Linked DNA regions of Mus musculus: all the other regions are linked to region 3. The links are chromatin contacts, called in public Hi-C maps. All regions are on one chromosome and are shown on one strand. Each heading gives the region's core, a stretch centred on a gene start, on an enhancer-like site or on the middle of the called end of the contact. The rest is flanking DNA. Distances are from core to core; before and after follow the strand shown.

Region 1 (3,587 bases), core at 399-2,898, 470 kb after region 3:
CACTGGTACTTTCTTGAACTCAACAGTTGAGAAAAAGCCAGGTGACTGTTCTCTTTCTTGCCTATAAAAAATGGGATTAACTGTATTTCTGGGATTCAAGTCTAGATACTTATTCACTTTAGCAACTACTCCCTAATAGTCTTTCTGATCATTTCTGAGCTAAACCTCTCTATTGAATCTTTTCTATTGAATACCTAGAGCATATCATTTCTTTTTTTTTTTTTTTTTTTTTTGGTTTTTCGAGACAGGGTTTCTATGTATAGCCCTGGCTGTCCTGGACCTCACTCTGTAGACCAGGCTGTCCTCGAACTCAGAAATCCGCCTACCTCTGCCTCCCGAGTGCTGGGATTAAAGGCGTGCGCCACCACGCCCGGCTTCAGCATATCATTTCTTATAGCAAACCTTGATTTTAAATGGAAAAAAGAAAACCTTCAATGTTCTAAAAGTCGGATTCACAAATGGGCAACAAAAATACTTTATAAGGAAGAGCTGTGTCTAGGTACCTGGTGATGTCTGTGTTGATGATGCCTTTGCTGAGCAATAGAGCCATCCCAGGGATCCAGGAGCCACCCAGAGAGCACCCAGACCTTCTCAGAACTTCTGAGGCGTTCTGGGAAGATTCAGGCTCAACACACAGTGTTGACGATGAAACCAACAGGTGCCAAAAATATCGACTCTCAGCAATCTGCCCCAGGTTCCACCACTGACTGTTTCTGTAACTAAAGACAACACACAGGGGAAGTCCATTCTCTCCGAACTCTGTCTTTCTGCTCATGAGGGAATTTACTTGGATTCCAGCTATAACAAAACTTAACCTTTCAATTCCCTCAAAGACGAAAGTAAAGAAACAAAGGTCATGAAACTAGAAACAGACCCAACACACCTTAAGGAACAAAAGAATCCCTGACCCCAAGTTTTCAGATCTGACCCCAAATATTCAGACTGTAACAATCTACACTTACAATGCCTAAGAGGCAAAAATCCCAGGAAATGCCTGCGGGACTATAAGAATTCCAGGGAACTCAGTCCCTCACCAACATCTTAAGTGAAGGAGGGACACTTGCACACCCTGGATCCTCTTGGGGACAGAGACCAGTGGAAAGCAGGGGAACAGGCGCTTGAGGCAGTAACACGTAGGGCTCAAGAGAAATCACTAAATCACTCATGCCCCAAAGAAAACGGCCAGAGACTCAGAACATAGAAGGAGTTTGGGAAACAAGATGAAAAATGGCAAGAAGATCCAGGATGCTGGTGGTTGCATCTGCTCCATCATCCAGCAGTGAACAAGGCTCTGCTCTCAGCCATCACAGGCTTCAGTGTCCTCTGCTCTAAGTGAAAATATTCTGTACCTGGATCAAAGTCAAGTGAAATAATGACTGCATGAGTGTGTGTGTGTGTGTGTGTGTGTGTGTGTGTGTGTGTGTGTAAAATATATACAGAAGGGAAAATTATTAACAAAGGCATTTCAAAGGAAAGTTATAAGTGAATATTCTCAAGCCAGGGTAACAAAAGAAAATTAAGTATAGCAATAATCTTACAATCTGATAGGTGGGGAAAGACGACGTTCAGAATTGTTACAAACAATGATGTCTAAACGAGAAGAGAAACCAGCTGAGACTGTCACAATCCTCTCAGTTCCTGTAGCACACACAACAATGGAAAGATTGCAGGGAGGGGCAGCATAAACATTTCAACTATGACACACCAAGAACATGGGACCCAACCCTGAGAAAATTACATTTGCACATAGGGATAATCATCTTAGCACGGGTGCTGTTGGGAGTATCTAAGGCTTGGGAAAATGTTCTGTAAACAATGGGCTGTCTTGCTAGCACAAGGACTAACACTGGATCCCTAGAATCCAGATGAAAGAGCCAAGCATGGTGGTACATATTTGTGACTTCAATGCCAGGAAGGTGGAGGAAGAAAGAGACTAGCCAACCATCTTAACAGAATCATTGAATTCCAAACTAAGTGAGAGCCCCTGTCTCAAAACAACAAGGTGGACAGCCCCAGAGGAGAGACATCCAAAGGCAGCATTGGCCTCCACGTGCAGAAGCTCACAAGTGCCAGCATTTTCAAATGCAGCTGGAAAGAACAGAATGTGGGTCACAGCTCCCATGACAACTGGCTCTAAGCAACCTCTAACTTCCCTCCAAGGGATGCACTGGCTTTTCAGGACTCTACAGATACCTTAACATACATGAAAACAAGCATGTACAGACAAGTAAGCAAGTATTTAAATTTAAAAAATGTGATTTTTCTAAAGAAGGCCTGCAGGTATTTGATTTCAGACTGGCCACTTAGTATTGGATAACCAATTGGGGCTCTTCCCTGGGACAGGCTAATCTCCTCCCCTTCTCAAAGGTCTTATTTGGCTGCAGTTATGCATCTAGGGGAGGGACAAATGAGATCTCCTCTTTCTGTATCAACATGTTTCCTGGTAGCATTACTCAGATCTTGTTTAGCCACATAAAATGGATATAGCAGGTTACATGCATATATTTATGCATTTTTCATCGTATGTAAAATAATAACAAAAAGAAGCAATCAATAGGACATGAGAGGGACTAGAAGAAAGACATAGAAGACAGAAAGATATATTTCAATTCAACCGTTTTTGATGGAAAATATTTTTACAAAGGAATTTCTAAGTAGCTCATGAAAGCAACTTCATCCTTTCAGTTCTACCTAAGAGGAAAAGGAACCGAGATGGGCAGTGAAATAGGACCCTGACAGTTCAAAGCCTATAGGTGCATTTGCATAGATCAATGATTCTCATCTGTGTGCAATGACAAACCTTCAACAAACCTCTCTCTCAAAAATATTTCTATTATGATCCCTAGCAGTAACAAAACTACAGCTATAAAGTAGCAATGAAGGTAACTTTACAGTTGGGGTTCACTACAGTAAGAGGAACTGCATTAAAGGGTCACAGCATTAGGAAGGTTAAGAACCACTAGCCTAGATGGAGAGAAATATAAAAGCAGATGTTATCCAAAGAGATGATTTTAGCATTCAACAGGCAAAGGCGGATTCAGAAATCATCCAGGGGAATGGCAGTTCAAATACTTTCAGGTAGGACATAAGGTAAGTTACTGTTGGTAGGATAGCCACATTGATTCTAATAATTCAGGAACTCGGGTGGTCTTTCTATCTTTTAGTATCTTGTTCAGGGACTTAAAGTTCTACTGCAGAAGTTTCCAGCTCCTTGGCTAGGCATATTCACAGGTGCTTTTTTTCAAGCTATTGAGAATGGGACTGTTTCCATGATCTCTTTCTCTGTGAGTCTGGCATTGGTACACAGGAAGGTTTATAAGTCGATTTTGTACCCTGCCTCTTTGCTGAAGGCGTTGATCATTTCTCGGTGTTTTCTGGTGGAATTTTGGGGATGTCAGATGCATAATATCATATCATATAGGGTCTTTATGTAAAATATCAAATCATCTGAAAACCAAGTGACTTGATTTCTCCTTTTGCTATTTCTAGCTCTGTAATTTCCTTCTTTTGTCCCTGTGCTCTAGCTAGTGCTTCAAGCAGTGTGTTGAAAAGAAATAGGGGTAGTAGACAGCTGTCTAATCCCTGGT
Region 2 (3,411 bases), core at 659-3,158, 400 kb after region 3:
GTCATGTTGAATATAAACATCGACAACATAGCAAATAACATAAAACTCCAAATAACACTGAGCGTAAGGAAAACTAGCAAGGTCTGACACACAGCCTGCGAGTTCAGCTTTCACTGTGTGTATAAATGGCCAGAGAACAGATTAGGGGACACTTGAACAGAAACTAGATGATCTAGATATCTAAGTACAACACAGTCATCAAGAAGGCTCAGGTTACTACCATATGTAACCACCGATGTGGGAAGCAAACATACAAATCTGTATGACTATATTATAAAATATTTAAAATTGTTTAAAAATCAGATATACTAGAAAAAAACATTGGATTTATTTTGTTTTGTTTTTTTTACCATTTTAAAAGGCAGTTTGTTCTCCCTTTAAAAATGTAGTTTTGATGTTTCATTTAGAAGTATCCCTTACATGTAAGTGCTTCTTCCTCGCCTGTCACCATGGCACCAAGCTATAGGAATCAGATTCCATAAGCAAATTATTAACTTTTGAATAATATAAAAATGTGACAACTTGGGTATCTCAGAGGAAAGAAAGTCTAAAACTGCAAAGGTGTATCCTGCAAATGATGGTAGCCTATTGGGCTCTGAAACACCTGGTGGTGTTGCTACACTGGGAGGAGTAGCTATGAGCTGTCAGATCTAACCCCTGCCACAACAGCCAAGGACAGTGTCTCTAGAGCCATTCAGTTTTACCAGGCTATCATCACCCCCACCCCCAAGTCATGATATAACCTTGCTCAAACGCTGGTCCATGTTCACAATCCATCAGGATTTCAGAGAGGAGTTATAAAATTCATACCTCTGGCTGGCACTTCCAAAGACGTTTAATGTAGTAGTTCTAAGGAAGGACCAATGATTTGTGCTTCTAAAAAGCCTAGGTAACTTCAGTGGCATTGGCTCCTGGAACATAGTTCAAGTTTCACTGAGTTCGGCAAAGTACCTTCCATCCTTTGGAGAACCCCAGGATTTGAAAGGTTCCAAACTCCTGTTGTATAGGGATTTCTTTTGTCTCGAAGTCTTTCCTTACCATTTTAGCATTATAATTTGAAACTATCCATTCACTATCCCTTGTCCACACACTGGAATCTGTAAGAAAGCCATCAAACCGATGGCTGTCCAAACTACCTCCTCTGGATTTGATTGGATGAGAATCCTGGGGATTGGAATAAATGTGTGGCATCAGTGTTTCTTTGATCTAGGGGACTCCACATGCAGCTAAAATGGAGAAATGCTGGGGTGGCTACACAGCTCATGGAAAGTATTCATTAACTCTGAAGGAAAATGCACTACAACAGAGTCCTCTTCTACCTTAAAACAGAGTGAATGAAAAAAATTAATTCACAAGGTATTGAGCCATGAAGCCATGACTAGGTGGTTGTTCACAACCTAAGTTTAGATTCTAGCAATCACTCTGTCTTCTCCCACCCTCTATAACGCAGTATGGAGGGGAATGTGTAATTGACCAGATTCTATGTGGCATTTCAAATTATCAGACCATCAGACATTCTCAAACCTGCCTGAACTCTTGGTATCCCTATCATATAGGGTGACTCAAAAGGCCCATAACATGCATATGAGTAAACCAAAATATCACAGAAATAATTTTAAAAATAAAGGTACAACTCTGTCTCTGAAATACCTCCTAAGTATATTCTCCTTTATCCTGTTTGTCTATAAGAACTTAAAGAGATGCACAGGCTGATGGTAATCCCAGAAGGATTAAAGAGAAAGAAAAACTGACTTCTTTAACAAAGAAATAATATGAAAACAACAAAGAACCTAATTCTAAGAAAGATGATGTAGGTTCTTAAGAAGCCAGCTGTTAACCTCTTAACCATCAACCACTGACTACAACCAAGGGTTCAGTTCACTAAGTTCAATCATCTAGGTTTCGGTTCCTACATCCTATACTGGGACTTGCATGCTAATGCAGCAATGGGGTGGGCACGAAAGGGGGAGGTACTGGAAGGGGATGCTCTGGAGGAGAAATGCCCTAGCTGTAGGAACTGGAATGAAGAACCTGCACAACTCTTTGTCATCATCTGTATGCCATAATTCTGATGTATAGATGAACATCCAATAGAAAAACATACTCAATGATAGATGTGTGATAAACCTACAAAATGTATGTTATCACAGAGATGATGGCAATAAATTCCTTAGAGGGTGAAAAATGGTAAGCGGCCTTTAAGAAGCTGAACTGTGCCAGTAGAGAGCAGACTTGGAGGCAAGAATATAACAAAGTCTTCTCTTTTCACTGCTGCAATCATCAATGCTTTCCCTCTTACTTCAAACTGGGAAAAGGGGGCACCTAGATCCTTCTCCTTCGCTCTCCAAAGACTCTTAAATTTGTTTTAAGTTCTTTAGGGGACAGGAAGCACCTTTGAATGCCACAGTGACAGTGGCCACACATGCATCTGAGAATGGAAGGAGAGAGCTGGTGGGCATCCTAATCGGGTAAGCCCATGAAATGAACTGGTATGAGGAGCCTATGTCTTCATCAGATATTTAGCTGAGCAGTGCCTTGAAACCATCAGAAAGTGCTGTGATGTGACAGACCAAGAAAATAAACCTTTCTCATCCATTGAATGACCTTCTCAGCCTTTTCAACTTATGAACACCTCTGTTCAAAACTGAAGCTAGGAATGTGTGGCTTCTCTAAGTAATGAAGCTTTTCCTCACTCTATCCAGCTCCTGTCTTTTAACTGACTAGGGGAGTTTGCCAGGCTCATCGATCCAGATACTCCTATGTGAATCTCGGTCTTCCCTCTCTCCCTCCCTCTTCTTTGTAACATGGTCTCCATCTTTGGGCTTGAACGTGTGATGTTCCTCCCTCAGTGCCCTGTGTGGACCGTTATGTTTCGTGAATCTCAGTCCAAGAAAGAAGTATATACATCAGTGTTTTCTTGAATCTCTTCTTTCAGACTTAATACCGTGTCTGGTTTCTAGGTCTGGCAGGATACTAGTAGCCTGGAAGACTCTTCTCAACGCCACATAACAGAACACACCAGATTTTGCAAGGTTCACAGAGTGTGGTGGCTCGTGAAATGAAGTTACATGGAGAGGGGACAGGATGTGACATGTGCACAATACCTAAGAATAGTCAGAGACCCACACAAAGACTGAGTGTCACAGAACCCTTAATATGCAGAGCCTGAATTCATGTTCTCCCTATGTGAGAACTCATTGGGGAATGTTCACTCTCAAGGCCATTCATGGCTAGTGCTGGCTGTCTTGTCTTCATTGTCATGAAAATAGCACCAATCCCTCTCCTGAAGAACCTACCTTCACCATGAATAAGGAGATAAGTGACACTGACTAAAGTTCTTTCAGTTGCTATCTGGGCAATCTAAAATGTGGGCGTGTAAACAAACATGGCAAGATATTAGAAAAATTAATA
Region 3 (3,752 bases), core at 985-3,484:
AATATGATTCATCTCCAGCTAGCGGTGAGTCAGCTGAGACAGCCCAGGCACCCTGACACTGGGGGGGAGGGGGGAGCATTCACAAGGCCAGCCGTCCTGCTTGCTGTTATTTCCAAACCTTTAATATCTTCTGCAGCTTCATGCTTCTTGCACTGGCTCACTTTTGATTAAGTTCTTTATTGTGATGCGAACAGTAAGGGACTTGGTCTTTTCTACGTTCTGAAAGGAACTTGAAATGTTTTTATATTTTCCTAGGAGCTCTGAGCTTCCCAAAATGTGGGCTTCTTGGGAAACTTGTAGTGAGAATTCTGAAGATGTGCACAGTGAAAAATATCGGGCAAGGCCAAACATCCAGTTAAGGTGGGAAGTGGGGACTCGTCCCCAAACAGGCGGTGCGCTTCTCTGGAGTCTAAGGCCTCTTTTATAACACCTAGTGACAGTTTTTCTGTGTAGGTGCTGAGAAGCATAAGAAGAGCTGTGGTGAGCTACTTCTTGTGGAATCAGAGTATTAAGAAATCCCGGGAAAACTTGTCAAAAAGAAAATGCGGCTTTTCCTGCCCTGAGGCTATCTCAAGGGAGGAAGAAGAGAGTATATGGAAGCCTGCCTCCAGAAGACTGGTGAGAACAGAAGGGTTGGCCAGCCCCAGGACAGCCCTCAAGGCAAGCTATGACTTTTACCAAGCCAGACACTCACATAAAGGCCCTCAGTAAGGTGACTACATAAAATGCAACCCAAGCCAGACATTTTAGCGTGATGAAGGAAGCTATTCAGGACTCCAGGCTGTGGTGGCACACACCTTTAATCCCGTCACTAAGATGGCAGAGGCAGGCAGATCCCTGAGTCAAAAGCCAGCCTGGTCTACAGAGCGAGTTCCAGGACAGCCAGGGCTACACAGATAATCCCTGTCTATAAATTATATGTAATTATTATAAAATATATGTAATATTAGATAGATAGATAGATAGATAGATAGATAGATAGATAGATAGATAGATAGATAGATAGAAGGCCTACCTAAACAAAGAGAAGGCAAATCAAGAAGGGTGGGTGCTGGGTGGCCTTTGCCATCGGTGTTGATATTGACAAGGAATGAGTTCTACCCATGGAGCAATAACTATATAATAACTTATATCCCATACAAGAGACTTAACACAGGCACAAAGGGACTGGTTATCTGGAGGACATTAGTAAATCTCTCAGAAAAACTGAAAGAAGGCAGCAAGAGAGGTGGGGGCACCCAAGTTGAGATTTGATGGCTACAGAGGAACTGAGGCATGGCAGTAGGAAGTCAGGCAGAGGTCATCAAGCCCAGAAACTAGCCTCTGTGGGATGCTCAGGGAAAGGCAGGGTCAATCGGATATGCCTGCCATAGACCGCGGCAAGAATGACATGGGCACCCCGGGCTGGGTTTGGCCTACTGTGTAGACAAGCTGACATCTGTTTCTAAGTATGATTCGCCAAGTCAATTCTCCCCTCCCCGGGTTTGCTTTGTCTCTGCTGGGCAAGTGGTCTTCTCTCTCCATCAAGGACTCTCATCTGAGGAAGACACCACTTCCGGGTTTCACTACCAAATTCTCCCTGAGTCTCTAGCCACGGAGAAATGGGTTTGGATGATCACAGGAAGTACCTTTTTGGCAGTCCAACATGGCCAGAAATCTGAAGGGGGTGGATTTTAGTGGCTCTCCCTTTTTGATATTTCGCCTTTGGGAGACTCTTTCTCTGCTTACTTTCCAGGACTTACAAGTCCGGAGTTCCTTTGGACTTTAGAGACCTTAGGCTTTTAGAGACCTGAAGGTCACAGGATCAAAGAGGGACTTTCTCCTTTGGTCCTTAAGACCAACTGGTGAGGTAGGTTGAGAACAGGTAACAGTTAACAGGCAGAGAAAGGATTGACAGCTGCTGCCAGGAGCTCATCAGCCAGGCTTTGTATATGGAGCACCGTAAGCTTTCCAGCAGGAAGGAGGGGAAGGGTAGAAGGAAGAGGAGTAGCAAGCAGAAAGGGGGAGGAGCAGAATAGTGCCGAAGGACTAAACTAGAACTTTCTTCTTCGCCCCACCTCCAAACTTACCCCTCCCTCGCAACCCAGGGGGGAGAAAATGGGTCTGAGGCTGTGCGGTTGGGAAGGGCGGAGGGTAACATCTTCACAGATGCTGCAGCTTGGCCCTGCAGGGCTGCTGGGCCTTTGAAAGGCCACTTGTAAACTCTTGGTTCCGAACAGAAAGGCAGCCGGGAGGAGCTGGGGCGCGGGCAGGGGGAGGAGACCGGTCTGCCTTCAGTGCCTAGAAATCAAAGCAGCCAACCTTGGGCTTTTTCTTTCCTTCACACTGAGGCACTTTTATTGGCGAGATGAAGGGAGGCAGAGAGGGCCTACAGCCCTCGCTTCGCTTTTGGAGGTTAATGACCCAGTTAGCAGCTCTTGGCTGAGTTTCCGACATTTTGCAGACATCAAGCCCCGCGCCTCTGCCAAGTACATTCTGTTCCCTGGAGCCCATCCAATGCATCTCAGATTACTATGTAATGCGACAAAGAGGGAGAGGCGGCTGGGAGGGGCCCGGAGAGCTGGGCGGGGTGAGCGGGCGGTAGCCCCGAGAGCGGGACGCAGAAGCCGGCTGGCGGGGAAGAGGATGCCACTCTAAATACAGCTGCTCCAGGGGAGTCGCATCCCTCGAGGGGCTTCTTAGCTGGAGAGGGAGCCCGAAAGGAGGGTGGACAGGCCCTGTCCTCCAGGAATCCTGCCCCGTAGAGCCCGGCACGGTCCAGAACGCAGATGGGGGTGGGGAGAACAACCGGAGACCCGACAGGACAGCGGGAGGAGGAATCCAAGGGGCGGGCCTAGGGGCTCGGCTCCGCCCCTCCAGGCTGCCCCAGGCCCGTCCCAGCAGCTCCAGGGGTGAACAGCCTGCTGGCTAATTATAGACCTGAATGGAAAGCGGCGCTTTTGAATGATCTTGTTGCTCGCACTGCCTTCAGAGTCTGAGGAGCAGGTGCGGCCCTGCTATATACAAAGTGATTCATTTAAAAGCCCTCTGTCACGTACGCTCACTTACTGACACACAGGAATCCTTGTGCGCTCCACCACCCAAAGGATTCCAGAACTGGCTTAAAAGAACTTGAGCTCAGGGCAGAAACCAAGCGACTATTGGAACAACTTCACCACTCCTTAGTAGTCTCGCAGAGTAGATGAGAGAGGGTACTAGGCCTTTCTCAAAATGTTGAAAAGTAGGGTCTTTGCAATTTACAGCTGGAGAAACGGAGGCTGAGACAGAGTTTTGAGACGTGTCTGTGAGAGCGGGAAGTCAGTGTGAAGCTAAAGAGAAGCATGGGGTCCTGCCAGCCCCTTCCTCTGCCTGCCCAGACTGGAGCTTAACGTCTCCCATCCTGAACCTCTGGCACGGAAGAACACCCCTCCTTCTAGAATACCCCTCTTTCCTGAGTGTGGCACCTACCCGTTGCACCTCCCATCCCTGAATCCCACCAGTAAACCAGCTGAAGCCAGTTCCAGGCCTAGGAACTGGCAATCATGCCCATTTTCCCTAGTGTTCTGTATGAGTCAATCTGTTACGGCTCTGTCAGCACAATGCCCTGTGAGGAACTACAGAGGGGGCAAAACTTCCTTCCCTGTCAGCGTCTTACACCCACCTCGGGTTCACACTCACAGCTAGCCAAGACTTTCCATGACCTTGATGACCAACTGCAGTCTGCATAAGCACAATGGAGCCTCATGCCCATTTGATGGAGTCCTTGAAGAGTC
Region 4 (3,436 bases), core at 51-2,550, 320 kb after region 3:
AGCAACCTTCAGAATGAGGGGTGCAGGGAGTGGGGAAGGAAGGCAGCCTGACACAGCCCGATTACAATGGCCTGCTGAGAAGCAGAAAGCTCTGGGGGCAACAGAGCAAATGCATGTTAAGAACCCAGAGGAACTCATCTTAAATCTCAGACCCTTTATAAAACCAGAGGCCAAGCATGAGCATGGAGACAGATGCCTATAGTACCACAGAGTCTGAAGGAAAAGAACAGAGCGGCCAAGCCTAGGAGTTCTTGGCTAGCATGGCAACATAGCCCAACTTTAAAACAAACAAAACAGCCCAAGGCAAAAAGGCTCTGTGCTAGGTTCTTTTTATTATCTTTTTTTTTAATTATCTTTTTAAGTTGGAGGTAAATTAATGGAGTATCCAGTAAAAGACTAAGCAATTGTTTGCTAGTCCTCACAGGAAAAGTGACTTTTAAAACAAAATTATGAAGAAAAAAATTTAATGCTCTAAGAAGGTATACTGCATTTCAGTTATATTAACCACTTACTTATGTCCAAGTTATATGTTGCAGAAACACCACAGGAACAAAATTTCTCACTGAGGGCACAATTTATTCAACAGGAGAAACATAGCCCATCTTTTGAAAAATAATACAGTTTGTTCTTTGACATTTCAATAGCTGTATAAAATGCATTCTAATGATTCTCACTCCCACCCCTGACTTACAGTCCCTATTCACCACAGAACACTTCCCAGATTAAGGTCTTTTCTTTGATTTTTGGGACCCACCGAGTTTAACCAAGGCAGCAGTGTATCTTTACTACTTCTCATATTAGAAAGGATGTCTTCTCAAGAGATCTGGGACTATGACGTAAAAACTCAAACATGGAGTGTAAAATAAACAAGAGAATGAGATGCAGAAAGCCATGGTTTAAAGGCAACATGAACAATTAGCCAAACCAGTCCACGAAAGGCACCATCCCACCAGAAATTCCTTTCATCCTTTCAGGTCATGATCAGATTCAGGCAGGCACACAAGCACACTCGGAACCCTCCCCACCCCCACCCCCACCCCACACATGCTCGCTCCAATCCAAAATAGATTTTTCTAATCTAAAACTGGAAAGAGTACCCTGTTCTCTAAAGAAATCCCACCCCTTCAATTTCCTGTTATCAGAGAGCCTCTTCGTCAGCTTCAAGGGGGAGATTAATCACTTTTGCAACCCACTGAAAGAGTTTTCTGGAAAGCATAACAACCTGCAAGTGTAAGTGACAGGATTATTCTTCCTGCATCTCAGCTGCCTACAAATGCTCTCTCATCCATGACTCAGCATGAGGTAAAAGGAGCTAATGAAAAAGGGCACGCTTCCTTTTAAAAATCGTCAACCGACTTTCCCCATGTAGAACTGTTTAAAAAAAAAAAATCCCCCGAAGCTTAACAGTAAAGTACAGTGGCTCCTCATGAATGCTGAAACTTCTGTCACACGTGTGCTTGCCCGCCCCTACCCAAGTTCTACTTCTGTAAATACCTGAGGCAGGAGGTTAGAATTCTCCTTCTCCATGTAAAAGAGATACAACTATATGGAGGTTAGGGGAAAGGACTAGGTTTGCAGAGATCAAGATTTGAAGAGGAAAGACAAACCATACCATTTTGAGTTCCCCAAGAGAAGGGAATCGGCCTGGGGCTGTCCCTCCTCGTAAACTGCCACTTGATTTGCTTGCACAAACAGCCATGCAGAAGCAGCAGCTACTCAAGGAGCCACCACAGAAACAAGAGCCTTATATTTTGTTTTCTTCTACAAAATGAAAGCTGTGGTCAGCGTATGAAAATCCACATGCAGTAAGTGAGACAGCCACGTTATGAACAGTTCTCAGACATTCACTAATGCCTAGCATGGCCAAAGCATTCCACAACATATGACAAGAGAGCAGGGTCAATAGGCAAGGGTTCTTTGGAACTTACAGTGGGTGCCGTGAGAATGATCCTTAAAAGCGGGAAAGAAAATACCCACAAGATGGAACGTGAGTGCTTCGTACGTGTAAGAGCAAAGATACGGAAGAAAACAGCAAGGTCCTGACAATGAGCTAGGAAGAGGAGTTTGCTGAACAGCTTTAAGGTATCTATGATGACAGCCATGAAAGGCTGGGGCATAACCAGGGTTCCTTGCACAGAGATGAGCATGTGAATTCACAGCATAGCCCAGTGTGTTTGTGGCAGGAGAGGAAGAATCCACAAAGACATCCTGCCTAAGAGAGACACTATGGGCTATTCCTCATGTACTCCTAGGACACAAGTGAAATCCAAACTGGGTTCTATTGACTTCAGAGTCTGCTTCCCTGATTATTGTAGTGTACTCCTGTGCTAAGATAAAGTGAAGAGGAGGCATACAGGAATCTGCTCGGGCAGAACAGATTGGTACATGAACAGGATGGAGCTGGGTATAAACAACTGGTTATAAGGATTGCATCTTTAGAAAGGTACAATTCATATGCAGTGTTCACCCCAGAAAGCTCTGTGCTGAAAGCTTAGCTTACCAGTCATGAGAGATGACAAGATCACAAAAATGCTATTGATTCAAGGATTGATCTTTTGGTTCATAGCTGGATGTACAACTAAGAGATAGGGCCTAGCAGCAAGAAATAGGTTGCATGGGGTGTTAGGGAAACTGACCTGTCCTTCAACCCTGCACCCCTCCCCCCTTCCCAGACTTCCTCTGATAAGCATTGCCCCACCATGCCTTCCAGTTGCCATGATGCTCTGACCCAGTTCAGGCCTACAGCACTGTGAGCAGATAATCTGTGAAGTGATGTGGCAAAATAAATCCTTCCTCCTTTGTTTCAGGTAACAAATATACCCATGGTCCATGGGAGCCTACAGTGATCTGAAATCTCTGACCCATGGTGAAGACAGAGAGAAGTAAGCAATACAGAAAATATTTAGGAAAGGAGATTCTGTCTGGGACAGTGAAGCCTAGAAAAATTATCCAAATGTCTTGCTAAGGGAGCTGGCTAGTCAGTGACATTATGTTAACCAACACATAAGAACAGACTCTGGAGAGAGACTGGCTTTCTTTCGACACGGGGAAGCTTAGAAGAAGCATTTGAAGTGCAAGAAATGAAGTAGAGCATAGTCCTATAACACCATGACAACACTGGTAGCTGAGGTCACCAATAGGCCTTACAAAGGATGTTCTGACTCAAAGGGAAAGCACATTTGAGAGGCACAAGAGGAACAGCTAAGGTGATTCCTAAGTGGGACTGCTCAGGAAGGAGGAAAGTAAAGGAAGGGTGTGGCATGTAATAGCCTTAAGTGGTCACTGAGGACTGAAGGAGCCTCAGGATTGGTACTGGGCAGGCCTGCTGTGAAACTCTGAAAGAGGCCTACAAAAGGAGGATGAGAAGAAGGGCCAGAAGCCCAGAGCTGCAGATTCCTGGCTGGACAAGAAAAGAAATACAGACATTGAGTGGAGG
Region 5 (3,439 bases), core at 63-2,562, 300 kb after region 3:
TAAACAAAAATTCCAAATTCAATAGAATCTTGTAACTTAACAGACAATGAAATTAGGAAGTTAAAATTAAGTCTTGTTATTTTAGAATTACAAGTTTCCCAGGAAAATATATTTGAGACAAATGATAAGTTGGGGAAGATGGCCTTAAATTAGGATTCCCCAAAGCAGGACCAAAGAACAATAAAAGGGACATGCTCGAGCAAGTATTGTTGAAGAACTCATCCATAAAGGCTTCACATAGAGGCTAAGGAAGGTGAGCCACCAGACTCAGAAAAGAGATTTGCAACCTGAACAGAGAGAACTATCTTCTACTTTAAAGTGGATTGGACTGGTGAGTAGACATAGTTATTTAACACAGAGAAGGGAGAGTTGGGGAGGAGAGAACACAGAGAGACCCAGGCATCATCCTGTCAGTGGCCCAGAGGAAGAGCTGTGGCCAACAGCTAGTGACATCTTCTCAAGGAGCACTACCTGTGCCCTTAAGGCTTACAATAGACATGTTGACTTCTGGCTCATTCAATGTTGATAGTGCCCCATAATAAGGATGATGACAAGCCAGGCAGTGGTAGCACACGCCTTTAATCCCAGCACATGGGAGGCAGAGGCAGGCAGATTTTAAGTTCAAGGCCAGCCTGGTCTACAGAGTAAGTTCCAGGACACCCAGGACTATACAGAGAAACCCTGCCTCATAATAAACAAACAAACAAACAAACAAACAAACAAACAAATAAGATGACCAATAGGTGACTATCACTTTCCAATCTCCCCCTGGTCACTAGGTACATCCATTCCAGCTGAGAACCACTGAAAATGAGACATTAATCTACTACCCCTGAGAATGTTTTCATCTTTATCACTTATTCAGTCTAAGGGTACAGAAATCTACATATCTGGATTAAACAGAATTTCATGTCATTACAAATAATTATCTAATCTTAACATAAATTAGTAACAATGAAAATAATCACCATGCTGCCCATGAGCCCTTAATCTGCTACATAATCTCTTTTCTGCACCTTCTCTCTTTAGGTCCATAGCTACAGCTCGAAACATGATCAATATCACAAAAGTTCTTAACAGTTTCTCTCTCCAGAGTTTATCTGTATTCTGAACCCTAGACTTGCATGTTCAATTTACTCTTTTCATCTATTGACTTGAATGCCTTATATGTTTTTTAGGAAAACATATTTTCCGTATGTTATAGAAAACAAAAAGCTTTCCATAACAGATGTTGATCTGGTGAGACGTTCCCTTGTTACTGTTTAAACACTGAATGTGGCTACGACTCAGGGAGTGTCCTACGTCAGATATGTCCACATTTCGCAATATCTACTAAGAAAGCTCTTGCTCTTCTCCAGCTCCCTCAGACGTTTGGTCCACCCCTAGAAAATCATTCCCTGTAGCTGGAGGGATTTCTCCCTCACACGTATACAGTCTCATTACTTTGTCATTTAAAAGTCTTCACGAAGTTAGTAAGGATAATGTCCTATGCCACTTCATTTCTTGTCTGACCGACATGCCACATACAAGCTCTCATCCATATCCAAGGTACCAAGTTCTCTCACATTTCAGACATTGATTTTGGTTAAACAAGTATCAGGTTCTTAAAGAAACGTTGGCCCGAATCCTCTCTCAGATTAACTGTCTAGTTCTTAAGTTCAAAATAACTTGACCTGAACTCTCTCTCTCTCTCTGAGTATATCTCATTTCTTCTGTTCTTTCTTTATTTTTTGCTCTTTTTTATTATTATTTTTTTAATTAGGTATTTTCTTCATTTACATTTCAAATGCTATCCCAAAAGTCCTCTAAGACCCTACCTACCCACTCCCACTTCTTGGCCCTGGCATTCCCCCATACTGAGGCATATAAAATTTGTAAGACCAAGGGGCCTCTCTTCCCAATGATGGCTGACTAGGCCATCTTCTGCTACATATGCAGCTAGAGACAGGAGCTCCAGGGGTACTGGTTAGTTCACATTGTTCTTCCACCTATAAGGTTGCAGACCCCTTTAGCTCCTTGGGTGCTTTCTCTAGCTCCTCCATTGGGGGCCCTGTGTTCCATCCAATAGCTGACTGTGAGCATCCACTTCTGTGTTTGCCAGGCCCCAGCATAGCCTCACAAGAGACAGCTATATCAGGGTCCTTTCAGCAAAATCTTGCTGTCAAATGCAATGGTGTCACGTTTGGAGGCTGATTATGGGATGGATCCCCGGGTATGGCAGTCGCTAGATGGTCCATCCTTTCGTCTCAGCTCCAAACTCTCCTGTTCTTTATTATCATTTGTATACGTGTTTGCTTTCTCAAGGGAAGGGGGCCAGTCACTTTTACTCAACAAGACACCCTAAATAGTTTACAATATCATAGTCCACAGCAGAAATTTAGAAAGACATTGATCAGTGAATGAATTGTTGTCCCCTTAAGAAAACTGCAACATCAGACCTGTATTTTTCCTCACAGAACAGACAACAAATGCATGGACACACTGGATACATGCTTAATTCCAGTGGCGCCCTCAGTCTCTAATGCCTCTAAGACACAAATTATAACATGGTTCTCTTTCTGAGAAGCATTTGCTGTGCTGTTTGTTTGTTTTAGATGGGAGTCTCACCAAATAGCTGAGGCTGGCCTTGAACTTATGTCAGACTTCTGAGTGCTAGGATCACAGGGCATATGCCCGCAAACTGAGCTATTTATTTTCCTTTTAATAATGGTTTTTTAAATGTAAGTTCTCAATTCATGTGTTCTGGGGAAACAGTTCAAAGGGTAATTTTAAATGCATTCATTGGGGTATGGAGGTAAAAAGTCGAAGCAGCAGGATTACAACAAATTCAGAGGCAACCCAAGAGCCAGAGTGATTTTCAGGCCAGTTTGGGGCTCATACTAAAAACATGTTTATATATAAAAAAGGCTGGTAGGTGGTAGAACACATTTCTAATCCCAGTACTATGGAGGCAGAGAGAGGAGGAACTCTGAGTTCAAAGCCACCCTGGCCTAGACAGCGAGTTCCCAGATAGCCAGAGCTACATGGAGAAACCCTGCCTAAAACAAAATAAAACAAAACAATAAAGAAACAAAAATTAAAGAGTAACCAATAACTAACACATTAAAATAATATATTGCATGTATAGTCAAGCAAATAGAACTCCTTTTTCTAATTAAGGAGGCATTTATTGTAATTTAGCTCCATGTCAGGCACTCCTAATTGATATTGCTACTGTAAGACAAGGGAGGTAGTGATACTGGTAAATCCATCCTTATTCAAGAGGATATGAAGACTGTCATGAGGTTTATACATGAATCCAAAATGATCCTGTTTAGAATGGAAATTTGGTAAAAAGTATTAAAGATCCACATCTAACCAGCAGCAGAAAGCTCAACTCCCCAAATTATATATCAATCAAGGAATGCAACGACATTGAAAATGCCCAAATCTAACTGTT
Region 6 (3,912 bases), core at 1,061-3,560, 360 kb after region 3:
ATGGAGATGAGGAATGGGATGAAGAACTGTGGAGGGAGGACCGGGCGGTAGAGCAACAGCTTAATTGTAAATATACTACTACTACTACTACTACTACTACTACTAATAATAATAATAATAATAATAATAATAATAATAATAGCAGTAGCAATAATAATAATATTTCCTGAGGTGTTCAACAATTCAATAATGAAAACTGTTTTTGTAGTTTCACACTAAGAACAGGATTGTGATAAGAAATTTCCAGTAGCATATCTAGGAGGTTCTCATAGCACAAGAGTAAAGAGTTACACAGCTGGATCCTGAAACTGATTCCACACTTCAGCTATATAGGTTCCAGATGAGCGAGTTTATATATTGACTCTCTTCCAATAGTACGTTAATGCAAATATAGTTGTAAGTCGTGGAGGACTAAGAGGACAGAAACACAAAACTGGAAGAAAGGGGTTTAAGCACTGCATTCTGTAATGGACTTTTTGAGAATGCAGGTGAGTTTTTCCACATTTCTAAGATATAGTATCAGCATATATCAGATTATTCAACAACTAGCTCATAAAAACTAAAAGCAAGCAGACCATGTAGTTATAGTGGTTTCCGTGTGCACTTGAGCATTTGTATGTCATGAGGAATATTATATAATATCGTTATGAACAAGTCTAGCAGCTTCACAAAACAGGAATGCCAGAAGAAAGGGTGATCCTGGGGCCTAGTGACCCCCCCGATTGGTTTGATTTTTCTGTGTGTATGTGCATAACTTTGTTAGTACCTGCCTTGAAGAATTGCGGGCATTGAGGTATTTGTGCAGTGGATGGGTAGAGGATTGCACAGTAACTTAATATTGTACATACTTTCTGATTCCTGAGATGCTGGGGATTGAGTCATCACTGTATAGAAGGCACACAGGAAGGCAGAAGCGGGATGACTTTACAGAAAGTCCATATCATCTTCCCAGGCCTGCCTCAGGACATTTGCCCTATACTGCCTGAGCTTCACCTAAACCAAACATTTCCAGTGCTCACAGTCTGTTTGATCAGGTTATGATGTAATGATTCCAGAATGCAGTACAGTTAATCCATTGCTATGTATATGCCTCCAGCCCTACAATTATCTGTCACAAGCTTAAACATACTCTTCTGTTACAAGTGCATTATAATATTGGGAAGGGCAACTGTTAACTGTGTTCTTTGATTTTTAAATGGAATCCTCTGAATAAGATACGAAGTGGCTGAAAAATGATGTCATTAGTGGTCTTTCACTAAAAGAAAAATAAACTTAGAAATTAAAACAAGCACTCAATGAACTATGGCTTTCCCTACTTGTGGACTGTACTTTTGTGTTAATTAATTAATTAATTAATTAATAGGTCACGACCAAAAAGTTAACTGCCTGAAGGTATCATCGAGTGGAATACAACGCAGGCAGTTGTGAGAAAGAACAGACTTTTCCACAAGGTCACTAATCTCTAAATATGAGCCATTTCACCCATTCTCTTTGATTTCACCAAACTTTTTTTACTCAGCTGACTTCCATAAATATCCCTAGATTAGTTTAAGCATATTATGCTACAGGCACAATCATTATGTGCCCTGTGAATCTGTATGAGAACAGAGAGATGTTAGTGTTTTACTTCCCTCTCTAGGCCTCCAAGTATTTGTACAGCATCACCAGTGTACGGATCTAGCATCTCTGAGAACTTGCTCAGAGCCATCTCTCCCTAAGGAAATACAAGTGCTGCAAGTACTGCTTTCCCCATGCTGCTGTCAAGAAGAAAGTTAGAGGGGAGCAGGACAATGCTAAATGACTGGCATAGACATGGCCTGGGATGCTGAAGGAGACACACCAGCAGTGAACTGGGGGAGGAATTAGAACTACAGGCTCAAAATGAAATATCTGCTTTCTAATTTACAGCCTGTCACTTTGGAGCTGGCTAAACCTTTACCAAGTTATTACACGTTTATAATTTTTCACCTTTTATTTTGTTAAATATACAGTTATGGTTCCATGTACCCAGGAAAAGATGGTTCTCTCGTATTAGTTATCGCCACTGTAAGATGAAGGCATAAACCAATGGTTGTCATTGACTGCTGTATAGTGGATTGGAAGACATGTCTTGATATATACTTTTTCAAATATTCAAAAACAAACCCTGGCATAGACAATAGCACTGCTTTGAAAGCATTCGTAGAAATACCTAGTATTAGACCCCACTCTAGAGCATTGAAAGAGAAAGTGGGTAGAGACTAGCCAACCTTGCTTAACAGCCTGATAAAGGCATTGTGATAAACAGACTTTAGCCATTGCTTTACGTGGTTTAGTCTCTGGCTGGGTAAATATAGAAAAATTAACACATAACAATAGATCAATGGTTACTAACTTAAGGCAAATTTCAAATCCATGAGTCATAATGTGAACTTCATTCACTGAACAGAAAAATTACTTTGTAATCCGCAAGAACAGATGGGGTGACTCATTTGTCAGAAGATGGTACAAGCTCTGGCTTTTGAGACCATCCATTAGAAACCGCCGACAAAGCCAAAGGGTTTTGGGCAAAGCCTACAGACAGCTGTATTGTCCTTGAAAAATCTAAGGATGATGGTCAGCTCAAATGAATGGATAAACCATTTCAGAGACTTGGATAGAATGCCACAAACTAAATTTATCTATCAATATCTCTACAGAAAAGCAATAACAATTTAAAAATAGGCACCGAGCTCCCAATAAGATTTGCTAATGTATATAGTGCTAACTATATGCCGAACACTGTTTTAAGTGCTTTGCACATTGTAACTCATTATAAACTACTATTTTGACTAATATTGTCCTCATTGCCATCCGACGATTATCCCTTCACAGAAAGAAGAAAGCTGAGGCAAAAAAGTTTTAAGTAACTTATCCAGGTAGAATTTAAAAGGTGAAAGAGGTAAGGTTAGAAGATAAAGTATGCTGGTTGTATCTAGTATGAAGTATAGAATCCATCATTTCAATTATTTTGATACATTTCAATAACTGTATACAACTAGATTTAATTCATCATATGTCTTTAACTCCAGCACTGAAGAGGAAGAGGCAAAGAGATCTCTGTAAATTCAGAGCCTGCCTGAACTACAAAGTGATTTCCAAGCTAGCCTGGGATACACACACACACACACACACACACACACTCCACCTTAAAGGTGATGACTGGCCCTTAAGTTTCAGACATCTATCTCTGGTGGTATACAATGAATCCCATTAACTACAGTAGCACCTACAGGATTACCTTAGTGAAATAACAAAAGCTCAAAACAATGCCCAATTTTTTTTTAAATACTGGGTGAAAGAAATAAACATTCAGACATGAAATGTCTAGAGTATTTCAATGTAAAGTGTGCAGTGAACAATACTGAGATTTAGTGAGGGTTAGTAATTAGCCACTTGGTTATCTTAGCCAGCCCTAAAACATCTTAAATCAGCTCTTCTAAACCTGTGGGTCGTGACTTCTTTGGGAGGTTTCAAACAACCTTTTCACAACAGTCACCTAAGATCATGGGAAAACACTGACACTGATATTATGATTCATAACACCCTGAAATTACAGTTATAAAAAAAAAAACAAAAAATGTATGGATAGCCATCACTGCAGCATGAGGAACTGAATTAAAGGGTTATGGCAAAGAGAGAGGACAACTCTCTTAAATAATGGTGTTTAGAGACTATGTCAAGCCAAAAGACTTAAAGGAATGAAAACCTGTGTCTTGTGTAATGGTTCCTGTTTCATCTGAAACCCTTTTCTGTGTTGATGAATTACTGCTCCTCAGTAGGGAGATCTTCTGAGATCATTGGCAGTCTCTGTCTATGAGAACCGGAATAAGTGATACACGTACAACAGCATCAAGGCAAGTTGCAAGGCCCTGATTAAGGGAAGGAGGTAAT

What was found. A called contact is a pair of places that touch in the nucleus more often than the background predicts.
Region 1: a contact with region 3 is called in a Hi-C map of bone marrow-derived macrophages, with 18 read pairs. The contact joins the enhancer-like site here to the promoter of A230028O05Rik in region 3. A contact is called at or near these places in 1 of 15 datasets of contacts at CTCF or cohesin (pro-B cells), 12 of 484 Hi-C or Micro-C datasets (B cells, adipose-derived mesenchymal stem cells, bone marrow-derived macrophages and 8 more), 7 of 115 datasets of contacts at active chromatin or transcription factors (acute myeloid leukemia, embryonic limb bud, embryonic stem cells and 4 more) and 1 of 9 other capture datasets (embryonic stem cells).
Region 2: a Hi-C map of the 63-12 cell line shows a contact between it and region 3, with 4 times the contacts expected there. The contact joins the enhancer-like site here to the promoter of A230028O05Rik in region 3. A contact is called at or near these places in 3 of 39 promoter capture datasets (the C10 cell line, the SN4741 cell line and liver), 2 of 15 datasets of contacts at CTCF or cohesin (large pre-B cells and pro-B cells), 16 of 484 Hi-C or Micro-C datasets (the 3T3-L1 cell line, the 63-12 cell line, the AtT-20 cell line and 11 more), 10 of 115 datasets of contacts at active chromatin or transcription factors (astrocytes, bone marrow-derived macrophages, embryonic stem cells and 4 more) and 1 of 9 other capture datasets (embryonic stem cells).
Region 4: a contact with region 3 is called in a Hi-C map of embryonic fibroblasts, with 8 times the contacts expected there. The contact joins the enhancer-like site here to the promoter of A230028O05Rik in region 3. A contact is called at or near these places in 1 of 15 datasets of contacts at CTCF or cohesin (pro-B cells), 23 of 484 Hi-C or Micro-C datasets (the 3T3-L1 cell line, the C2C12 cell line, the HPC-7 cell line and 15 more), 13 of 115 datasets of contacts at active chromatin or transcription factors (the NIH/3T3 cell line, T-cell acute lymphoblastic leukemia, bone marrow-derived dendritic cells and 9 more) and 5 of 9 other capture datasets (adipose tissue, bone marrow-derived macrophages, embryonic stem cells and 2 more).
Region 5: a Hi-C map of liver shows a contact between it and region 3, with 3 times the contacts expected there. The contact joins the enhancer-like site here to the promoter of A230028O05Rik in region 3. A contact is called at or near these places in 1 of 39 promoter capture datasets (the SN4741 cell line), 1 of 15 datasets of contacts at CTCF or cohesin (pro-B cells), 17 of 484 Hi-C or Micro-C datasets (the 3T3-L1 cell line, the AML12 cell line, the Ba/F3 cell line and 10 more), 11 of 115 datasets of contacts at active chromatin or transcription factors (acute myeloid leukemia, bone marrow-derived dendritic cells, bone marrow-derived macrophages and 7 more) and 1 of 9 other capture datasets (embryonic stem cells).
Region 6: a Hi-C map of the C2C12 cell line shows a contact between it and region 3, with 4 times the contacts expected there. The contact joins the enhancer-like site here to the promoter of A230028O05Rik in region 3. A contact is called at or near these places in 5 of 484 Hi-C or Micro-C datasets (the AML12 cell line, the C2C12 cell line, bone marrow-derived macrophages and 2 more), 6 of 115 datasets of contacts at active chromatin or transcription factors (acute myeloid leukemia, effector CD8 T cells, embryonic stem cells and 3 more) and 1 of 9 other capture datasets (embryonic stem cells).

What each region holds. Positions count from the first base shown.
Region 1 is chr16:24,591,807-24,595,393 of GRCm38.p6, reverse strand. The region is part of intron 4 of Lpp (LIM domain containing preferred translocation partner in lipoma); the gene reads right to left. Among named protein-coding and RNA genes, the nearest start is that of Gm24440, 190 kb to the right of the region's middle. Within about 2 kb of position 1,648, at least 40 of the 459 cell types and tissues checked have an H3K27ac peak or open chromatin away from gene starts, as enhancers often do. A contact at or near this core is called in B cells and bone marrow-derived macrophages, where this site is marked.
Region 2 is chr16:24,657,753-24,661,163 of GRCm38.p6, reverse strand. The region is part of intron 5 of Lpp (LIM domain containing preferred translocation partner in lipoma); the gene reads right to left. Among named protein-coding and RNA genes, the nearest start is that of Mir28a, 170 kb to the left of the region's middle. Within about 2 kb of position 1,908, at least 24 of the 459 cell types and tissues checked have an H3K27ac peak or open chromatin away from gene starts, as enhancers often do. A contact at or near this core is called in the 63-12 cell line, pre-pro-B cells and pro-B cells, where this site is marked.
Region 3 is chr16:25,058,121-25,061,872 of GRCm38.p6, reverse strand. It overlaps A230028O05Rik (RIKEN cDNA A230028O05 gene), which reads right to left and starts at 2,234. Exons shown (of 3, transcript NR_040374.1): 1 at 2,070-2,234.
Region 4 is chr16:24,735,740-24,739,175 of GRCm38.p6, reverse strand. The region is part of intron 7 of Lpp (LIM domain containing preferred translocation partner in lipoma); the gene reads right to left. Among named protein-coding and RNA genes, the nearest start is that of Mir28a, 90 kb to the left of the region's middle. Within about 2 kb of position 1,300, at least 52 of the 459 cell types and tissues checked have an H3K27ac peak or open chromatin away from gene starts, as enhancers often do. A contact at or near this core is called in the C2C12 cell line, the NIH/3T3 cell line, bone marrow-derived dendritic cells and 4 more, where this site is marked.
Region 5 is chr16:24,754,219-24,757,657 of GRCm38.p6, reverse strand. All of the region lies in intron 7 of Lpp (LIM domain containing preferred translocation partner in lipoma), which reads right to left. Among named protein-coding and RNA genes, the nearest start is that of Mir28a, 72 kb to the left of the region's middle. Within about 2 kb of position 1,312, at least 4 of the 459 cell types and tissues checked have an H3K27ac peak or open chromatin away from gene starts, as enhancers often do. A contact at or near this core is called in liver, where this site is marked.
Region 6 is chr16:24,693,834-24,697,745 of GRCm38.p6, reverse strand. All of the region lies in intron 7 of Lpp (LIM domain containing preferred translocation partner in lipoma), which reads right to left. Among named protein-coding and RNA genes, the nearest start is that of Mir28a, 130 kb to the left of the region's middle. Within about 2 kb of position 2,310, at least 10 of the 459 cell types and tissues checked have an H3K27ac peak or open chromatin away from gene starts, as enhancers often do. A contact at or near this core is called in the C2C12 cell line and muscle stem cells, where this site is marked.